Regions from separate parts of the Mus musculus genome. Here regions 1, 3, 4, 5, 6 and 7 are each linked to region 2. Evidence: chromatin contacts called from public capture Hi-C and promoter capture Hi-C data. All regions are on one chromosome and are shown on one strand. The core of a region is the stretch at or near the end of the contact, and the rest is flanking DNA. Distances in the headings are between cores, read along the strand shown.

Region 1 (2,700 bases), core at 96-2,595, 850 kb after region 2:
GTCTGTTTGATAAATATATTAAATATAAATGTGTATATGTATATATTAAATGCATGCATGTGTGACCTGTGATATAAGCATTTTGCTGTATCACCTCTACCTTCTAAGAAACGGGATCTAAGGTACAAGAAAATGTACTTTTCACACCATAAAATGTAAAATGACATGTTCTTAGTTTCCTGAACATTAATGGCATTGACTAGAAAGTGTCCATATTATTGTAATTATAGTTAGATAATACATAGAAAATACTGGTATTATGATAATGTAGTTTAAAGCCCATGCTTCTTAGGTATAGATTTGAATGCTGTAAGTCAGTCTCCAGCACACAAATCAATTTGACTGAAGTGTGGCAAAAACAGCACAAAGGACAGAGTGAGCAAAGGCTGTATACAAAGCACGGGGTGAGCAGCTGGCTGTATACAAATGCCATGGGGAGCAGACTGTTGTATACAATCACAAGACCTTTAGTGAGCCACATTTCTTCAACCCCATCTCTCAATCTTTCCACACAATACAAATACCTGGGCAACTTATCTCTCCTTTCACAAAAGGAGTCCAAATTTCTGACATCGCAGTCTCTGGTGCAATTGTATGTGGTAATATTCTCTAGTATTTTCCACTCTGCAGTGTTGTAGGATCAGTGATAGCTGGGAAGGTACAAAGCTCAGAGTGCCCCCTCGATGAGAATTTTTTTTTTTTTTTTTTTTTGCCTCATACAGGTGTGTGAATGTGAGGGTTCTGTCACAGTGGGTAAAGGAGTGATTCCTATCCAAAGTGAGCCGCCCTGAAAACAATTTATCACAAAGAAAACGGGACGAACATCCCATACACCAAACTCCCCCGCCAGAACTCACTGTCCTGGAAACTATGAGCCACACGAACTCAAAACAAGAGTCCTGGGCCTGTCATAGAATATGGGAGGGCTCAGAAAAACCCACTTGCTCTAGATTTCCTGAGGGATCTGACAACAGCAATGTGAAAGCTAGTAACAGCAAGCTTCCCCAGCCAAGGTGCTGTGTGAGCTTTCATCACAGCCTGTCTCTGGCATGGTCAGCCAAGCCACCCCTAAGCCTAGATCTGCACTGCACATCCAAATGGGCTTCTCTCCGCCTCCTGCCCAGCCCTCCCCCGCTCCCTGCACGCCGGACCCGCCTACCCGCAGAGTTCCTGGATTTGCAAGTCTAGGCTGCACCCGGGACCAACCTTCATGTTAAGCGCGAAGAACAAGCCACACTGTCCCAACTTTGAGAACACCGCAGAGTTTGGAGAATCACAAACGTAAAAAGAACCCGGAAGCACAGAGAGCAGAGTCCTGTCTAGCGGGGTCATACAGAAAGAGAGAGAGAGACTACATTTCCCAGAAGTCTACGCGAAGGACTACCCGGAACCAAAGAAGGCAAAGAATTTAAAGCGCATGGATTGTATGTAACTGGAATTAGGCTGCTTTTAAAAATCCCAAATTTACAAAGGGCATTTTGAGAATATGAGTCCAGCCTTTAACGGTAATATGTATTAGATTTACTTCTTACTCTGATCAATGCTGTGACTTAAAAAGCTCAGGGGTTCCTAGAATCTTATGGGGGGCAGAAAAAAAATCACATTGAGTCAATTTTACTTTAAAATAACGGAGCAAGAAGCTACTTTAGGGCACACCACAAACTCTTTAGGATAGTTTTTGAAACCAAGTTTCCTGGAAATATTCTGAAATCTCAGCTACTCTGGGGTTTGAGACAGAAGAATCACAAGTCTATGTCCCAAATTACACAGTACCAAAAGAGATGGGGGCTACTCACTGGTGAAGCACTTGCCTGGAGTGAAGGAGGCCTTGGTTTAATACCCATTATGACACTAAATCAAAGAGGAAAAAAAAATAACCGAACAGATTTGATGTGTACACTGAAATCCACGGTTTGGGGCGTGGACTAGGGAACACAGATGTCTCTTACCTATAAGTCCCAGAAACCCTTTGAGATTTTCATCTGTCCTTAGTCCCCTTGTCCACACGTTCCTCCGATATCCGTGTAAACAATTTAACATTTGAGAGAGCTTCACCAGATTCTCTTTCACAATCTCATACAACTATTCACCACCAAATGTTCTTCCTGGCTCCTCTCCCAGTTAGAGGAAAACTGGTCTTGGAATCAGTATGGTGTGTGAACTGACTCCTGACCCACTATCCAACACTCATCATAAGATTTCTCTCTGTATTACTTCGGATCTGCCCTATTCAACTTCCAGTCTCTTTCTGGACTCCTTACATTACTCCCATTCATGTGGAAGTACTTAAAGGTTCTTTTGTTTTGTTTTGTTTTTTGCTTGAAGTTCACTCTATTCCCTCATCTCATAACACAGGAATGAATCTTCCTTTAATACAAAGGTATCAGAAATATGTTCCTGATCATACAGAATGAACTCATTGCAAGAAAGGGGCTGGACTGACACCACGGAGTGATGGGACTCCCTATCTCGTGTGTATGTATTCCTGTACTGGTAACATCTGAGACCCAACGATAAACCCCACGAGAGGAAAGAGTTTGTTTTCGTGCCATGGTCACTGATTCACAATGAGATTACTTCTTGGATGAGAGAGTGGGAAGATCAGATTGTTCTTTTTTTGTTTCATCACCAGAAAGAAATTGTGCTGGGTTTTATATCAATTTGACACAAGCTAAAGTCATCAGAGGAGGAAGCCTCAGT
Region 2 (3,012 bases), core at 263-2,762:
GCCAGTGAACCCCAAGATCACTTGTTTCCTTGTCTCCAGCTCTAGGATTAAAAGCATGGATTAGGGCTACTGAGACGTGTCTCATATAATGGAACTCAGTTTATTTAAAAAGAAAAAGCTCAACAAACAAAATGGGTTCTGAGAACCGAAATCAGGCCAGTATTTACATTGCAAGGCAAACTTTTTACCAACTGAGCTATATTCTCAGTCCCTAAGCGTTAAGGCTACTTTCTTACCATAGAAGGAAAAAGAGGCTCCCTTCTTATTATCTCCTTCTAATTTCCTAATCCTCAGTACAGATTACTACATGGCTTCCTCCAACCTTTAAATTAGAAGTCATGCATAAAATTGTTTCTAAGAGAAATTTAAATTGTCAAGGGCTAATGCTCAGTTGGTATATTGCTTGCCTAACATACACCACAAAGCCCTGGGCTCCAACTCCAGCACTACATAAAACATGCATAGTGATTCATTCCTGCAATTCCAGCATTTTTAGGGTGGAGGAAAAAAGAATCAGAGGTTCAAGGTCATTCTTCAATACACAGCTAACTTGGGCTACCCTGGCTCAAAAAATAAAAATATTAAAAAAAAGCATAAGAACTAAATTGTTAACACAGCAGTGATTATAATATCGATTAATATTTACTTAACAAATGTGTCAGGCACTACTCTGTTTGCCACATTATAGATCAAAAGCCTGTTGCAGAAAAGGAAGCTGGCTTACGTAAGTATTAAACTCAACAAAACAGAATACTTTTCCTAAAATTGTGTCAAATGGGTAAAATTAATGCCTTCAGAATTTCCAGGGACTGTGAGAAGGTTATCAGTATTGTTTTTAAAGACTATTCCAACGTATACCATCAGTGGGCAAAGATTAAGCTTTAAAAAAAAATAGGAGGGGAGAGGGTGAGTAATATTTGATGTGAAAACATTCTGGCACTCTATCTCAAATTTGTTCTAGTGCCTACATTAAACAAAAGTCCTTACAGCCCTGCAGCCCCAGCTCACCGTCCAGATATGCCAAGGTTAACCTGAAACCTCACTATAACCCTATCTTACTTCCTTTTAATTCTTCTGACAAGTCTTAGGAGCGTCATGCGGGCTCGGGCGCTGTTTGCTCCGATCACTGTCACTGAAGTGGCCTGCGCCTGACTCCAAATGCTCCCCACTACTCGCTGTGGCTGTCGTCTGCTGACCTCCTCACCTCCCTAAGCTGTCCCAAGGCGGAGGGGAAGGAGGCCGAACCCGGTCAGCCCCGCTGGGCTCCTTCCGGCAGAGGTCCCTGTTCTAACCCTCAGGCAGGCCCGACCTGGCTCAGCGAAACCTGTCCTTTGAGCTGCTGGGTCGCCACGTCTCTTATCACAAACTAGCTATTTAGCTAACGCAAAAGGAGAACAAGTTCGTGAGAAAATACAACCGCTCCACGATACCCACAAAGGAGGAGTAATTACTCACCAGCAGATCGGCCCGCCATTTTGACCTGAGAGTGAAGCGCTGCCTTCTGGGTAAGTCCTAGAGGACACGCCGGGCTCCTACGCAGGCGTCCTGGATACTTTAGGAAGGGGAAGGGAGGGGCAGGCGCTGCTCTGACCGCCAGCAGAAGGCATTTACTCTTTCCTACCTGAATGGACTCCACACATTAGGCTGATCTTTTTGTGTGCCTTGTTACAAAAAACATTCTTCGCGACACAATGGGGAAAGTACTGCGAAATTAGGAGACAGTGTTATTCAATGCTCTGTTATAGGAAAGAACCTTTGCGGAATAAATGGAGTCTTGGAGACAGGTAATGTAGTAAATGATTTTCAGGCAAACCGCATCTCAAAATGCATGGAGGGGATGCTAGGACGCTAGAGGACGCTTGATGCTCAAATTCTTTATGTCAAATGGTGCGGTGTTTTAATATAATGTATACACTATTGCATTCTTTAAATCACCTCAGGATTACTTTAATACAGAATATAAAGTAAGCACCACACAAATAACTGTTATACTGCACTATTTTGGAAGTAACACAGGTATAATGAACATTTATAGTTAACACAGATATACCCCTTCCCGATCTGTGGTAGACTCAATCTATAGGTCTGCAATCTTTGGGTTCAGAAGTGTGGCTATATTCTCATTTAATTCTAAATCATCAGTGTAATTACTGGTGCTATCAGTATTGAAGAGAGAAGGAAGCTGAGCCTCAGAAAAGTTCAATAAGTTATCCAAGGGCATTGAAATTGGGTAGAGTCCAGGTTTGTTTGTTTGTTTGTTAACTAGAATTGAGAAATCCAGTTTCAAATTCGGGCTTCCTTATTTCTAGGATCATATGCTGCACAACCAATCCCAGATAACTTTCAGCTTCTAGGCTTCACTTTCCCCACCTAAAAATCCCTATCAAACAATTTTAGTAGAAAGTTAGGTTGGATAAGCTTTAAAAATATTAACTTTAAGGTAGGAGTAAATGGCACATGCAAGATCCAAGAATTCAGTAGTCTGAGGCAGGAGGATCCCTGCAAGTTCAAGACTACAGTTGTCTACATAGTGAATCTGGCATCAGTCTGCAAGACCTTACCTAAAACAAAACAACAACAACAAAACCCCTAAGATATATTTAGAATTTGCATATAGTATTAAAAATGGAGCAAGCAGAAAGACTATAGACTGTGCTTTCAAGATCTCAACCCCAACAGGTAGAGTCTAAAATAAAAAACTAAGGACAGAAAGTGGAGTTACTGTTGAGTTTTACTATGACTCGATAGTGGTCTTTTTTTTTTTTTTTTTTGAGGTAGATACTATTTATTATTTCTTGGTTTCCCTCTCATTGACATCAACTATCTTTTCTGAATTTTGGACTGGATTTAATGTCAAAAATACAGAAATGAGCTGGGCAGTGGTGGTGCACGCCTTTAATCCCAGCACTTGGGAGCCAGAGGCAGGCAGATTTCTGAGTTCGAGGCCAGCCTGGTTTACAAAGTGAGTTCCAGGACAGCCAGCAGGGCTATACAGAAAAACCCTGTCTCAAA
Region 3 (2,841 bases), core at 325-2,824, 730 kb after region 2:
TCTCATAGTGCATGCCTCTATCAGACTCACACCAATGTATTTCAAATTTTCCTTGGTCAATGACATTATTTGTTCTGTACAACCATGAAACTGGTTCCATGTTGGAGTATGGAATTTGGTTTAAACTAAATCTATGTTCTTAGATCATGGCTACTCAAATAGCTGTGGACTAAACAATTCTCTTAGCCCTTTAAGAGGAGAACTGTGCATTTTTACATGAACATAAACCTACTATGTGTAAATCATAAGACCCCAAGAGTGCCACGGCTTTTGAAATTTATATTACAACTTTTCAAAATATTTATTTATTTATTTATATGAGCATTCTTTTGCTGACATACCAGAAGAGAACATCAGATCCAATAATAGACGGTTGGGAGCCAACAAGTGGTTGCTGGAATTAAACTCAGGACCTTTGGAAGAATAGGCATGCTCTTAACCAATAAGCCATCTCTCCTTCCCTATCTTACAGCTTTTCAAATACAGTTGAAAAAATTGGAGAATTCTTTCTAAAACTATTAAGGGTGTGTCACTAAACCTGAATGTCACATTGAGGGACAAAAGAAAATTTAAAAGAGTTCAGACACTGCTGATAACGTGAACTCTAGGAAGAAAAGCACGTGAAGAGACAACAATGTACAGAGTCTGGCAGATTAGAAAGCAATGCACAGAGCCTGGCAGATGAGCAGAGGCATTTCCCCCTTCCCTTTCAGACTTTCCAGTGCCACCCTGTGATCTCTCATCACCCCAAGTCGTCTCTCACATCTGAAAAGGAGTCAAAATTTTGGACACAACACATACTCAGAACTGTTGAGGTATTATTGTCTAGTGATTTTTAATCTTTAGTGTAAAATCCTATTTATTTGGATTGTGCAAACACTGGTTCATACCAACTACAAGATTATTTTGTGGTTTTATAGCCATGTATTGTCGCATTCAGGTCACAAAGGTGTCTATCAGAAAATGTGATTTGAATCAGGGCATCCGTGAGTCTAACAATTCATTCCAAAGGAACAGGAACTAACATCCCACACAACAGTTTGCCCTCCCTCACAGGATTCTTGCTCCTTGGACACTAGGAACTTTAGGAAGCTGTTTGAGCTCAAACCAGGAGTAGTCTCCAGGACATAACATACAGAGGGCGCTACAAGTCCAAGTGCTCTGTATGCCCTGAGAATCTGACTACAGTCACGTGAGAACGGGTCAGCTAGGTAATGATGAGTGCGCTCCCGTCAGCATCTCGGGAACAGGCAGTCAGCAGACCCAGCCTGCCCTTGCCATCCTGTTGTTTTCAACCTTCTCCCCTTCAAACCCGTGCCCAGGCGCAGCGGCCCAGCTTAGGTCAGCACAGCATCTCCAGGTCAGCAGCTTCCTGCCTCTCAACAAGCCCGAGCCAGCTCCCTCCGTGCCCTACCTGCCACCCTGCACAGCCCCTCAGACCTGAAAGAAGGCGCTGGTCCCTGCACCGAACTCCATCTCAGAAATCCAGATGCAGCGCTGAGCAGGACAACTGCATACATTTGAGGAGTGAAGTTTGAAGGAAGAATAAGGAAGTTCGAGTCCGATGGCCCTTTCTAATGACGAAACAGGAACCAGGACTACACTTCCCACAAGTCAGTTGGAAGGACTTACAGGGACCCCACCTAAGATGTCTTGTGCATTGCCTGCCTTGCGGTCCAGCTGTGGGCAGCTGAAGTTGGAAAGAACTAAGCTGCAGCACATGGGCAGCCACAGGGAAAGTGGGCTTTTAAAAAAGTCTTTGGTTACAGCAAGCGATGTTAGCCTGTGAGCTGAGTTTCACAGTAATGTTTATCACATTTCCTTGTTATCTCTGCTAAAACATTGTGAGATTAAAGCTTCGATCTTTCTTTCTTTTTTTTTTTTCCCCTTGGTTTTTTAAAGCACAGATTTACTTATGGAATATTACTACCGAATGGAAAATTCATGCTTTCATTGTTTATTTAAAATATGAAAGCAGGAAGTTAATGTAGGAGTGGGCATTATCTCTTTAATATGCTATCAAAACCATCCCAGGTGCTGAAGACAGAATTAGAAATCAAACTGAGTCACCACGAAGTGTTTTCTGAGCACTTGCTTTCCTCCTCTGAATCTCTCCCAAGAGGAGGGGCAGAGCTCCTTGGATCACAATGGTGTGTGTACTGGCTCTTCAATTTCCCTCTGTGTTTGGTTTGATGTTCCTTATTGATTTTCCTGTCTCCACTGATCCTGTCATCATTCACATTTGATAATACTTGAACATTACTGGTAGCTGCCTTGCACTTCCCTCACTTCTCCTAAACAGAACACCGAGATAGTTCCTCCTGGAATTCAAAGGTATCAGAAATATGTTCATATCACTGTAAAATGAGGTCGATGTATTAAAGAAGTTAGACTGGAAACTTGGAGTATGGAGAATTCCCATCTTTTCGTGGGAAGGTTTATTCCTGTGTAGTTCATGCTTGAGTTAAAGCTACAAATGGCATTACAGAAAAGTCTTCATACTTCCCTGAGGCACAATAATTCAAAGCCAAGCTGTTTCAGAGCAGAGACTGTGCAAAATCCCATTCCAATTTTTCTTCTCTAGGGAGTGTGTTTGCCTAGGGATCAGAACAGATTCCTTAACTTAGAAAAACTAGAGTCAACAAGCAGTACATTCACCTGGACATTTGATTGGCATGTCTGTTTAGAATGAGGTCATGAGTGGTCTGTCATCCCCCTGATGGCTGTAGTGAAGGGCATTGCCAACAACCAGAAGGACTTAACATTTCTGAGCATAGTTAGTTTTCCAATATGTGTATGTGTTGAGGTTTGGTATGTTGCTATGTATTGTAATACTAAATT
Region 4 (2,965 bases), core at 167-2,666, 930 kb after region 2:
TAACATGACAATCTCAGAGAATACTCCTTTTGCGCAGGAAGTGACAAATATTTACATGTACAAGGCAGGTTTTGTGGGTGATAGTAAGGACAGTACCTTATATCCAGCCAATGCTAGATGCTGCCAGCAGAGCTTAACAATTGAGAATGCAGGGGTATAGTTTCATTCATAGCCAGTAGTTACGATATCTGTGGGGGATAGGTCACCTCCCAAATCTAGGCACGTTGGGGCAGAAACAAAAGCAGACCACAGGCATAAGGCAAAGGAATCTCAGAGACAGAGGGAGTGCTATCTCAGAGGAAGCAGGCTTTGAGTTCTAGCAGAGACAACAGGCATTAGGAACCAGTAAAGCTTCTCTTAACTTGAGAAACAAACAGGTAAGGCACCCTCTGGCACAGAAATCATGGCTCCAAACCCCTGGACCTAGTGAGGTTGGTTCCTGGCCTCCATGGCTGGTTAGCTTTCCTGATGGCTGAGGTCTCAGAAAGATAAAGAAGTGCAGACCAGAAGCCCCACTCCTGCCAAGGCTGCAGCTATTGCTCAGGAGGCTCCTGCAGTCACCACAGGTGGACAAGTCCTGCCTCCCTTACCTCAGGATGTGAGCACTAAAAAGCAGCACTAAGTCCAATCTACTCACCTTGCATGGGGTTCCTTTAAGGTAACAGCACACTTAGCAAACACCCAAGGATCTCATGAGTGAGTGAGGAGAGAAAATGTGTGGTGGCGCATGTCTTTAATCCCAGCACTGGGGGGTGGGGGGTGAGGGTGGGGGTGGGGGTGGTAGAGGCAGGCGGATTTCTGAGTTCGAGGCCAGCCTGGTCTACAAAGTGAGTTCCAGGACAGCCAGGGCTATACAGAGAAACCCTGTCTCGAAAAACCAAAAGAAAAAATACTGGCAATATTTTCAACCATGGGATATGACCGTGATGAATAATGAGATTCAAAACAATGTCAAATGTGCCAGAGTTGAAAGCCTACTAGGAATGGGAGTGGACAAATATTTTGTAAGTTTATGAGAATTTTGCTGCCATCTCCAACAAGACATTCTCAGTGAGCGTGAGAACCAAAGAGGCATCAAGAGCCGCTGGGAGTTAAAAAATATTAATGAATCTTAAGATGATTTTCTTTCCCACATTAGTGTATTGCTTCCTTATTTAAAAACACAACAGGGTCAGCGTGATTCTTTTTTAAAGTAAGATTAAAATTACAACATATGGCCCAGAAATGACTTGTACTCCTAAGATTTCTGTCACAGACTCGACTCACATTCACGTTATCTCCTGTTGTGGATCCGGAGGGGGGAAAACCAGCCCGACTCCCCAAGAATGTGCTGCAGACTGCTTCTTTCCTTCTATTCTCTCTCTTGGGTTGCCAGGGACAAATTCTGGAACCAGAGAAATCACCTTCGGTGGGTTACAGAAATCCCTTCGCACGGACTTCTGGGAAATGTAGTCTGGATACTGTGACGTCACAGGGAGCTAACCGGTAAACCCCCCACTAGGTTTTTGCTTAACAGAGGGGTCTTCCCCAAAGTTTTGCGAGAGTCCTGTGTGGCCGTTACATTCCTGTCGTCTGTGATGTGGAGGTTGGTTCAGAAAACAACATAGCCTGGGTCTCTGTTCCCGGTTCTGTCTCAGAGGGAGCGAAACTGAACTGGGTGGGAGGGCAGAAGCTGCTGCTTGGACCTGCCTTGCTGTACCGGCTGGGACAGGTGACGTTGCATGTCGGGACGATGAGGATTGTGCCCTAGGTGATGGTTTCCTTTGGACACTGCGTGCTGCTCTCGTGCCCTAGAGATGTTAGTGATCCCCAAACACAGGATGTGTCCTTGGCCCACAATGGTTATTTCAGCCTGTTGTTTTGTTTTGCTTTTTGTTTTTGTTTTTTGTTTTTGTGTTTGTGTTTTAGACAGAATTTCTCTTGGTTCTCATGGAACTTACTTTGTAGACCAGGCTGAACTAGAACTCACAGGGATCTTCCTGCCTCTGCCTCCCTCATCTTGGGATTGAAGCTATTCACCATGACACTCAGAGTGTCAGCATGTTCTCATCTCACACTGAAATTGTTGAGCTATTTTTAAACTAAAAATACAGAGTTGTAACTTATAGAAGAAGGAGGCCAAATATTTTTTACCATGGACTACTGATGTCAGGAAGCCAAGGTTCTGGGCCTTCCTGAGTAATGGACGCTCTGGAACAGTGGGAGAGAGAGAAGCTTGCAGTCTTGTTGCCCTGAATGCTGGATGTGTATAAGGATCATGTGGGCTACATCTTAGAATCCGATAACATACTGTTTGAGTTGAGCACAACAATACTTAGAAAAATGATCAAAGCTTATCTATACAATTATTTTAAAGGACCCCACTAATACATAAACTGCTGATATTTTCATGTATAAATAAAAAAATAATATGACTATTCTCGTTGGCCAATCTGGGGCATTATTCAATAAGACATGAATATAGAAATTAAAAAATTTTGAAATAATTAGACAGCATAGCAAACATGCTGCTCAACTACAGCACACTGATACATGCTGTCAAATGTGTAAAACACACTTCAGAAATGTCACAAACATCAACCAGTACCCATTAGAGAAAACACAGAAATGGAACATGACAAGGAACAGTGAATTCTGTTCTATGTTAAATTCTCAGTATGATTAGTCCTTTGCATGCTGGTTTCCCCGTATGTTCAGAACCTTGAATGATATTAGTCTGTGAGTTCTTCCTTTAATGTTCTACCCCTTGCCTCCTCCATCTCCTGTCCCTTGTCACTGTGCTTTGTGTCGCTGCTGAATTCTGGACAAATGCAGAAACCCAGATGACAGCCAGAGCCACCTCATTAAAGTCTGTATTTTCATATAATTTCACATTCATGGCTGTGTATATTTAGTGTTGACAAGAACCTTCTCCCTCACCAGGACTTTCTGTTGTGAGAACTGTTTATTTGTGTGGTTTATAATA
Region 5 (2,756 bases), core at 8-2,507, 820 kb after region 2:
ATGGCTCTGGGCTAAACTATTCTCTTAACCCTTCAAGAGGAGAACTGTGCATTTTGCATGAACAGGAACCTACTATGTGTAAACCTTAAGACCCCCAAGTGTGCTACAGCTTTTGAAATTTATCTTACAGTCTCTCAAAGACAGTACAAAAACTTGGGGAATCCTTTCTAGAACTATCCAGGAAGCATCAGTAAACCAGAAAGCCACATTGAGGGACAGAGTACTTTTAGAAGAGATTAGTCACTGCTGATAATGTGAACAGACAGAAGTAAATCATGTGGTAAGAGAACAATGTTCAGAGCCTGGCCTATTAGCAGAGATATTTTCTCCCTTCCCTTTCAGGCATTCCAGCCCCTCCCTGCGATCTTTCTCTCATCACACAAGTGTACTATCCTATCAGAAATGCAGTCCAAATTTTGAAAAAATAAATATACTCAGATAGTATTATTGGGGCACTGCTGTCTAGTGATTTTAAGCTTAAGTGTAAAATCCATAATTATTTGGATTGTGCCAACATAAGTTCAAAACAATTCCAAGATTATTCTGTAGCTACATAGCCTTGTATTGTGACGACTCAGGTCACAGAGGTGTACATTAGGAATTCCTACTCAACCCGAGGCATCCATAAATCTAACAATTCATTCCAAAAGAAAAGAAACTAACATCCCACACAACAGTCGCCCTCACAAGACTCTCTGTCCCTGGAACTTCCGGAAGTTCTGTAAGTGCTGGGACTCAGACTACAATCACATGAGTAAGGGTCAGCTAGGCAGAGCAAAGTAGAATGCTCCCTTCAGCATCTCCGCACAGGCAGTCAGCAGACCCAGCCTGCCCTTGCCATCCCCTTGTCTCTAACATTCTTCCCGGCCAATCCTGCTCCTAGGGGCAGTGGCCCATCCTAGGTCAACACAGTACCTCCAGGTCGGCGGCCCCCTCGCCCCCCGCCCCCCCCCCCCCCCCGTCTCCCAACCAGCCTGAGCCAGCTCCCTCCGCGCCTGACCCGCCATCCTGCACAGTCCCTCAGATCTGTACGACCGCACTGCTCCCTGCACCAACCTCCATGTCAGGGATCCAAACCCAAGACACTCGATTAACTTTGGGGAGAAGCAAGGTTTAAGAACGAATCCGGAAGTTTGGTACCAACGGCCCCTTCTGGAGTCGTCATAATTGTTGGGACTACATCTCCCACAAATCAGTGTAAAGGACTTCCAGGAACACACCAAAGGAGTTCGGTGCACTGCCTGGGTACCTGCCTAAGTGTGAGCAAGTGAAATTGGAAAGAAACAGGCACATGGGCAGCCACAGGGCATTCGGGCTCTTTTGAAGTGCTGTGGTCTCAGCAAGGGATGTTAGCCTGTGAGTCGAGCCTTTCTCAGTAATGTTAATTATACATGCTAGTTATTTCTGCTAAAACGTGATTTTAAAGCTCAAATCTACTTATGAAATCATACTAACACATGGGAAATCATGCTTTCATGGTCTGCTTTACTTAAAAATAAGGAAGCAGGAAGGTAATGTAGGACTGAGCATTTCTTTAATGAAACCACGCTTGGTGATCCCGCCTGACATGCAGCATCTCAGGTGCTTAAGACAGAAGAACAGGAAATCAAAACTAGTCACCACCGGGTGTTCTCTGAGCACAGGCTTTCCTCCTCCCCATCTCCCAGCAGGAGGCGCAGAGCTCCTGGGATCACACTGGTGAGTCTACTGACTTTTGGTACACTGTGCACTATAGGATTTCCCTTGTTCCCTTTGATGTTCCTTATAGAATTTCCTCTCTCTCCTGATCATGCCATCATTCATGTTTCAGACTATTTAATATTTGGTATCTGTCTTGAACTTCCCTCACTTCTTTAGGAAAGTTTATTCCTGTGCAGTTCATGCTTGAGACAAAGGTATGAACCCCATCCATCACAAGGAAGATTTCATGTTTCTGTGATGCATTCTGATTCACAGGGAAACTGATTCAGAACAGAGACTATGTGAAGTTCCTATCAATTCTTGTATTCCAGGCAGTGTGTTAACCCAGGGATACAGCTCCACTTAGAGAAACTAGAGTCAAGCAGTACATTCACCTGAACACTTGATTGGCATGTCTGTTTAGAATGAGGTCATGACTAGTCTGTACTCCTCCTGAATGCTGCAGTGAAGGGCACTGTCATCAACCATAAGGCCTTAGCATTTCTGGACATGTCTAGGATTCCAGTGTACATGTGCATGTGCGTGTGTGTGCATGTATGTTTGTGTCTGTTACATGTAAACCTACCTGAGAGGGCACTGACTCCTCTGGGAGGTGCTGATCTGTGAGGATGCAGCATTCACCCTCAACTGTTCTGCAGTTTCCATTTCCTCCTAGTGGGATTGGTTAATTCAAGAGGAAGAGGAGGAACTAATATGGTATAGGAACAAAACGAACATGCAGAACCTAACTGAACATACAGGAAGCCCCATTTAGCATGATATTAGGGGCCCAGGCATACTTAGGGAGAGTTTACCACAGTCTGATTCTCAGGCCTTATATGTTTCCTTAGACCATGTTGGCAGTTTCAACTTTATCAGACATACTATCATTTTATAAAAACTTGATTATTTTAGTTTCACCCATACAAACATTCTGGATTAGCTGTGAGATTTGACCAAATTCCTCTAAAATCTATGTTCACTTACAGTAAGCGAAGGAGATTGTTATGTAGTTGAGAGTAGGTAATATTCTTACAGAGCATGAGTTTGTTTTCTAATAATACTGTCCTTGCCCA
Region 6 (3,022 bases), core at 202-2,701, 910 kb after region 2:
TAACCCCAGGGAAACCAACACTTTACTTTCTAAATCATTTACAAAATTATTATGATAAAAACTTTCCCAACAATAAAATTTCATATGGCTACACATGTGTCATCGGAGGTGGATTTTGGTATATGTTAAAGAAAGCCTTAATTAGGAAGAATTAAAGTAGTTTAAATTTATACACTGAAGATTATAAAAAATCAGGCACTAGATGTTAAATAATTCCATGGGGCTGGAAAGTTAGTTTAGCACTGATCATTAAAGATTTATTAACCTGCTCCTAGAAATATGCCACTAGCTTTGGACGGCAGCCCCCACTGGATACATCCTTTTAGAATTGTTATATTTTGATGATTTATGATGATGTTACCTGTTCTGTTTGCAATGCACTGAATACATGGTTTCAGAGTTGTAATGCTTGGATGATTTTTCTACTTTACTGTGCCAAATGATTTTTGTTGGTATCTGTGAATGTTTCATTTGGATGTAGTTTCTAAGAGATGTAATGTTTAGTTTTTTAATGTATAATATCTCCTGCTTGAGAGCTGCAGAATACACTCAGATTCAAACTGCCTATGTGTTTGTTTCTATTTGTCACTGTCAAAACCTTATCCACCTAGCTTCAAGGACCCTCATTCCAGGGACCCTCATACTTGACTGTGGTGCTCCGCGGCAATCTCTTATGATAGAAATCCTATGATGAGTGATGAATAGTGTGTCAAGAGTCAGTTCACTGGCCATATTGAGCCCAAGATCAGTTTTCCTCCCATTGAGAGTAGAGCCAGGAGCTGGAAGAACATCTGGTGGTGAATAGTTGTGTGAGATTGTGAAAGAGAATCCGGTAAAGCTCTGGCACAGCTCTCTCAAATATTAAATTGTTTACACGGATTAATTGAGGAACGTGTGGACAAGGGACTAAGGACAGAAGAAAATCTCAAAGGGTTTCTGGGGCTTATCGGTAAGAGATATCTGTGTTTCCTAGCCCATATCCGCCCCAAACTGTGGATTTCAGTGTACACACCAAAATTGTTCTGTTTTTTGTTTTTGTTCTCCTCTTTGATTTAGTGTCATAATGGATGTTAAACCTAGGCCTCCTTTACTCCAGGCAAGTGCTTCACCAGTGAGTAGCCCCCCATCTCTTTTGGTAGTGTGTAATTTGGGACATAGACTTGTGATTCTTCTGTCTCAAACCCCTGAGCTTTTTAAGACACAGCATTGATCAGAGTAAGAAGTAAACTTAATACACATTACTGTAAAAGGCTGCACTCATATTCGCAAATTGCCCTTTGTAAATTTGGGATTTTTAAAGGAGCCTAATTCCAGTTAAATACAATCCATGACCTATAAACCCTCTGACTTCTTTGGTTCAGGGCAGTCCTTCGCATAGACTTCTGGGAAATGTAGTTTCTCTCTGCATGACCCCGCTAGACAGGACTCTGCTCTCTGTGCTTCCGGGTTCATTTTGCATTTGTGATTCTCCAAACTCTGCGGCGTTCTCAAAGTTCGGACAGTGTGGCTTGTTCTTCGCGCTTAACATGGAGGTTGGTCCCGGGTGCAGCCTAGACTTGCAAACCTCATGAACTCTGAGGTTGGGCGGGTCCGGCGTGCAGGGAGCCGGTGAGGGCTGGGCGGGAGGCGGAGAGAAGCCCACTTGGATGTGCAATGCAGATCTAGGCTTGGCCAGAGTGCAGGGGTGGGGCGCACGCACGGTGCCAGGAGCGAATGCTCTGTTAGGACGGAGCGACTGCCAGAGTCAATCATGTGTTTCAGGGACCTGAGAGGTGGCCTGCTAGTGCAAGAATGGAGATCGGAAAGCTTGAATCCTGTCTAGTGACGTCATGATTAGAGGGACTGCATTTCCCACAAGTCTATGCGAAGATCTCCAAAAGAGCGCTATTGCCCAAGGCTTTTCAATACCTTTAGGCTACTTTTAAAATACCAGATTTAAAGAGGTTGTTGTAGGAATATGATTCCACCTTTCAATGTCACTGTGTATTGAGTTTACGTCTTACTTTGATCGATATGTTGTGACTTTAAAAGCTCAGGTGTACCTAGAATCGTATGGCAGGAGGGAAAATGCACATTGACACAATTTTACCTTATGATAATGGAGCAAGGAGCTACACTGAGACACACCACATGGCTAGAGCAGGGTGGCTTGGCTGATCGTGCGGAAGCAGGCTATGATGAGAGCGCACACAGCCCCTTGGCTGGGGAAGCTTGCTGTTACTAGCTTTCACATTGCTATTGTCAGATCCCTCAGGAAATCTAGAGCAAGTGGGTTTTTCTGAGCCCTCCCATATTCTATGACAGGCCCAGGACTCTGGTTTTGAGTTCGTGTGGCTCATAGTTTCCAGGACAGGGAGTTCTGCGGGGGAGTTTGGTGTATGGGATGTTCGTCCCGTTTTCTTTGTGATAAATTGTTAGTTTTCAGGGCGGCTCACTTTGGATAGGAATCACTCCTTTACCCACTGTGACAGAACCCTCACATTCACACACCTGTATGAGGCAAAAAAAAAACAAAAAACAAAAACAAAAACAAAAAAAACAAAAAACAAAAAACAAAAAAACAAAACCAAAACCAAAACCTCATAGAGGGGGCGCTCTGAGCTTTGTACCTTCCCAGCTATCACTGATCCTATAGTACAGACTGGAAAATACTAGAAGATATTAACTCATAAAATTGCACCAGAGACTGCGATGTAAGAAATTTGTTTTCTTGTGGAAAGATTGAGAGATGAAGTTGAAGAGCTGTGGCTCACTCATGGAACTGTGATTGTAAACAGCTGGCTGCTCATCCCGTCCTTTGTATACACGTGTCTCCTCACCCTGCCATTTGTGCTGTTTTTGCCACACCAGTCAAATTGATTTGTATGCTGGAGACTGACTTACAGCATTAAAATCTATACCTAAGAAGCATGGGTTTAAACTACATTATCGTAAATACTAGTATTTTCTATGTATTTTTTTAAGATGTATTTATTTTTATTATATGTAAGTACACTGTAGCTGTCTTCATACACTCCAGAAG
Region 7 (2,700 bases), core at 138-2,637, 870 kb after region 2:
TTAATTCGTTCTCCTAGACATTAGGTCTGGAGTGGTTAGGAGCTTAGAGTGCTAAGGAGACAAAGGACTGGGTCAGCTGTATGTAGTATATATGTGTGTGTGTAAAACCATGGTTTAAATAATAGCAATCTCTCTCTCTCTACACACACACACACACACACACACACAGCTGTTAACAAATTAAGAAAACATTTGGAAAAGTGAGTGATAGCTGTTCTTTACGGGCCTGGGAACATGAACTTGTATGACCCTGCCAGCAAGATGGAGAAGTTGCCCTTGAGATGGCTGGACTCAGACAACTGTTTAAAACAGAAGCTATTCAGCTATACGGAAGTCCCCAGCTCCCCTAGGGCCTGGAACTATGAATTTAGTTTCTCTCTAGAATTTAATGAAATCTGAAAGTGAAATCGTCATAGTACTTAGAATACGTTTCTTTTCTTGTCCCCAACAATACTTGCCTGCATTCATGAAAAACCAGGTAGAAGAGGATGAAGCTCTTGTATAGCACAAATTAGTGGATGAACATGTGTGCACTCTACTTACAGACAGACCAAAAAAAGATCCTGAGATAAATTCAGGATTTCTTCGTAAGTTAACATCAGAGAGCTGGATGTTTAACTTTGTCCAATGATTTAAAACAGCTGTGTCCCTGATCCATGCCCTTCACTGTATGGAAGTTTCCAGTGTTCACATGAAAACGTTATCCAGTTGTGGAGTCTTATCCATGTATGGCTCACACAGGTGAACAAGGAGTAGTTATGCATATGTAATGCTTGGTATTAAGCCAAGCCTCCACTGTAGTCAAGGGCTTTACCCCTTGCTCCCTAACCCTACTTGTACATTGTATTTTGAAACAAGGTCTCTTTATTTGGCCCAGGTTAGCCTTGGATTTGGGATCCTCCTGTCTTAAGTTCCTGAGCAGTTCGACTACAAGGAAGGTCACATATAGTTATTTTATAGTAATATTGAATCAGTGTGAACTTTACATGTAGAAGATTCCATAATAAGTACACTTTTGAGTTTAAATCGCAACATATTGAACAGAAATAAGTTGCAAACCTATTAAAGGTTACTGCCAAAGGCTCAATTTACATTTAAACGTGTCCTGTACTGAATTCAGCATTTCCCCCCCCTCTCTGTGTAGCCCTGGCTGTCCTGGAACTCACTCCATAGACCAGGCTAGCCTCGAACTCAGAGCCTGTCTCTGCCTCCCAAGTGCTGGGATTAAAAGCTAGCGCCGCCACCACTGCCCGGTTTAAATTTAGCATTTTAAAAGCCAACTGGCTCCCTGTGGTTGTACCAGGACACAAACTGACTGCTTCCTCCCAACCCCTTACACTCTAAGGGATTTCTTTCGCATAGAGTTGTGGGAAATGTAGTCTTGCCCATATGACGTCACAAGGAGCCAGTCAGGAAACCACGTTTCTACTCTCGGTCTGCATAGTTGCATCTTTCCCAAAGTTGAGCAAGAAAAAGGTCTTGCTCAGTACTCGGTTTGCATCTCTCACATGGAGGTTCGTCCAGGGTGCAACGCTGCCCTGCAGGCGTGAGGGTCCGCGTGGTGATGGGTCCGGAATGGATGGCGAGGGTTTGTGGATGGGAGGTGGGAAGAAGCGGACTTGGGGGTGCTGTGCTGACCTAGGCTGGACCAACCCCACGTTGGATCCAGGTCAGAGCTGCGGAAAGGGCAATGGGGTCGGCTCTGAGAGTGACCGTTTTGCTTGCACGAGGCTACTGCTGGAGTCCACCCTGCGCAGGAGAGCTGGCTCAGGACCCAGGAGTGAGAACTGCTGGAAGTCCTGGCAGGTTTCACCCTGACTGGTGTCTGATGACAGCCTGAGGCTATGACTGGGAGCGCACTCTCCTGCTTGGCTGGGGAAACTCTGCTCTCTAGCTGACTCAGGCTCACATGGTTGTAGTCAGATTTCTCAGGAAATCTAGAACCAACTGGGTGTGTGGTGCTTTCTTTACTTTATAGCTGGCCCAGGACTCTTGGAGTTGACAAAAGTTCATAACCTTGTTTATTTGCAAGTGAAGGGAGTTTTGGGAGGGCGGTTGGTGTTTGGAATGTTGGTTCCATTTTCTTGGTAATGAACTGTTAGATTTATGAACTATTTTGAATAGAAGTCCTTCGCGATCACTGTTGTGACGTCAACCCCAAGACTAACACTCCTATATGAATGAGGGCAGAATAGTCCCTTAAAGGGAAAGATTTGAGTTTTGTGTCAACCAAGTAGTTCACTCTGTAGTGTAGAGTGAAAAGTACTAGAAAATAATAGATCAGCCAGTACCTTCGGAGACTGCGTTTGGACTCCTTTTCAAAATGGAGAAACAAATTGGTGTGAGAATAGGCGTGGGTACAGGGCTGTTGGTTACAGGTGAGAGGGGGCTGAAATGTCTCTGGGGGAGGAAATAATACTGCATCCTAAGAGGTCGGTCTTCATCGCTCTTTAATGGCCAGCTGTTCTGTCTTTGCATATCATCTGCAGTGTCTAAACTCACCTAAACCAACTCTTATCGAAGAATGTGGCATCTAGGTTCCCTAACCCTCCCCAAACAGTTCTAGACAAACTCACCCAAGTACTTACAGTGTGTCAGAGAGACAAAAAGATGGAATTGAGGAGCTCTGATCACTCAGGGCCCTGTGACTGGCACCTTGTAAGCACCTTAATGAAGCCAGCCTTGAACTCCTAATCCTCC

What was found. Promoter capture Hi-C pulls out the DNA fragments that hold promoters and counts their contacts. Capture Hi-C pulls out chosen DNA fragments and counts their contacts.
Region 1: a contact with region 2 is called in a promoter capture Hi-C map of adipose tissue, with 4 times the contacts expected there. The contact joins the promoter of Zfp85 here to the promoter of Uqcrb in region 2. A contact is called at or near these places in 7 of 39 promoter capture datasets (the C10 cell line, cranial neural crest, frontonasal cranial neural crest and 4 more), 2 of 115 datasets of contacts at active chromatin or transcription factors (memory CD8 T cells and stem cell-derived neural progenitor cells) and 2 of 9 other capture datasets (adipose tissue and liver).
Region 3: a contact with region 2 is called in a promoter capture Hi-C map of liver, with 2.5 times the contacts expected there. The contact joins the promoter of Zfp729a here to the promoter of Uqcrb in region 2. A contact is called at or near these places in 3 of 39 promoter capture datasets (cranial neural crest, frontonasal cranial neural crest and pre-B cells), 1 of 115 datasets of contacts at active chromatin or transcription factors (memory CD8 T cells) and 3 of 9 other capture datasets (adipose tissue, liver and macrophages).
Region 4: a promoter capture Hi-C map of adipose tissue shows a contact between it and region 2. The contact joins the promoter of 4930525G20Rik here to the promoter of Uqcrb in region 2. A contact is called at or near these places in 7 of 39 promoter capture datasets (cranial neural crest, hippocampal neurons, liver and 3 more), 1 of 484 Hi-C or Micro-C datasets (CD8 T cells), 1 of 115 datasets of contacts at active chromatin or transcription factors (large pre-B cells) and 3 of 9 other capture datasets (adipose tissue, liver and macrophages).
Region 5: a capture Hi-C map of macrophages shows a contact between it and region 2, with 2.7 times the contacts expected there. The contact joins the promoter of Zfp85os here to the promoter of Uqcrb in region 2. A contact is called at or near these places in 12 of 39 promoter capture datasets (the 3T3-L1 cell line, 3T3-L1-derived adipocytes, the C10 cell line and 6 more) and 3 of 9 other capture datasets (adipose tissue, liver and macrophages).
Region 6: a promoter capture Hi-C map of pre-B cells shows a contact between it and region 2. The contact joins the promoter of Zfp273 here to the promoter of Uqcrb in region 2. A contact is called at or near these places in 6 of 39 promoter capture datasets (the C10 cell line, the SN4741 cell line, cranial neural crest and 3 more), 1 of 484 Hi-C or Micro-C datasets (forebrain), 4 of 115 datasets of contacts at active chromatin or transcription factors (bone marrow-derived macrophages, intestinal villus epithelium, large pre-B cells and 1 more) and 3 of 9 other capture datasets (adipose tissue, liver and macrophages).
Region 7: a promoter capture Hi-C map of liver shows a contact between it and region 2, with 2.8 times the contacts expected there. The contact joins the promoter of Zfp493 here to the promoter of Uqcrb in region 2. A contact is called at or near these places in 14 of 39 promoter capture datasets (the C10 cell line, the HPC-7 cell line, the SN4741 cell line and 8 more), 2 of 115 datasets of contacts at active chromatin or transcription factors (bone marrow-derived macrophages and large pre-B cells) and 2 of 9 other capture datasets (adipose tissue and liver).

The regions. Positions count from the first base shown.
Region 1 is chr13:67,753,857-67,756,556 of GRCm38.p6, forward strand. Zfp85 (zinc finger protein 85) reads right to left here and starts at 1,346. Exons shown (of 4, transcript NM_001001130.3): 1 at 1,207-1,346. The coding sequence starts at 1,212. It overlaps Zfp85os (zinc finger protein 85, opposite strand), which reads left to right. Exons shown (of 3, transcript NR_027969.1): 3 at 723-2,700.
Region 2 is chr13:66,903,838-66,906,849 of GRCm38.p6, forward strand. Uqcrb (ubiquinol-cytochrome c reductase binding protein) reads right to left here and starts at 1,513. Exons shown (of 4, transcript NM_026219.2): 1 at 1,456-1,513. The coding sequence starts at 1,474. Gm10767 (predicted gene 10767) reads left to right here and starts at 1,578. Exons shown (of 3, transcript NM_001177750.1): 1 at 1,578-1,784. It also overlaps a transcript of Mterf3 not described here.
Region 3 is chr13:67,636,207-67,639,047 of GRCm38.p6, forward strand. It overlaps Zfp729a (zinc finger protein 729a), which reads right to left and starts at 1,575. Exons shown (of 4, transcript NM_183146.4): 1 at 1,441-1,575. The coding sequence starts at 1,476.
Region 4 is chr13:67,829,569-67,832,533 of GRCm38.p6, forward strand. 4930525G20Rik (RIKEN cDNA 4930525G20 gene) reads right to left here and starts at 1,417. Exons shown (of 3, transcript NR_045194.1): 1 at 1,267-1,417. It overlaps Gm10037 (predicted gene 10037), which reads left to right and starts at 1,538. Exons shown (of 4, transcript NM_001309374.1): 1 at 1,538-1,585.
Region 5 is chr13:67,728,005-67,730,760 of GRCm38.p6, forward strand. It overlaps Zfp85os (zinc finger protein 85, opposite strand), which reads left to right and starts at 1,258. Exons shown (of 3, transcript NR_027969.1): 1 at 1,258-1,698. It overlaps Zfp65 (zinc finger protein 65), which reads right to left and starts at 1,169. Exons shown (of 4, transcript NM_145622.2): 1 at 1,057-1,169. The coding sequence starts at 1,062.
Region 6 is chr13:67,812,365-67,815,386 of GRCm38.p6, forward strand. Zfp273 (zinc finger protein 273) reads left to right here and starts at 1,452. Exons shown (of 4, transcript NM_198322.3): 1 at 1,452-1,532. The coding sequence starts at 1,527. All of the region lies in intron 2 of 4930525G20Rik (RIKEN cDNA 4930525G20 gene), which reads right to left.
Region 7 is chr13:67,778,306-67,781,005 of GRCm38.p6, forward strand. It overlaps Zfp493 (zinc finger protein 493), which reads left to right and starts at 1,388. Exons shown (of 4, transcript NM_028402.2): 1 at 1,388-1,514. The coding sequence starts at 1,509.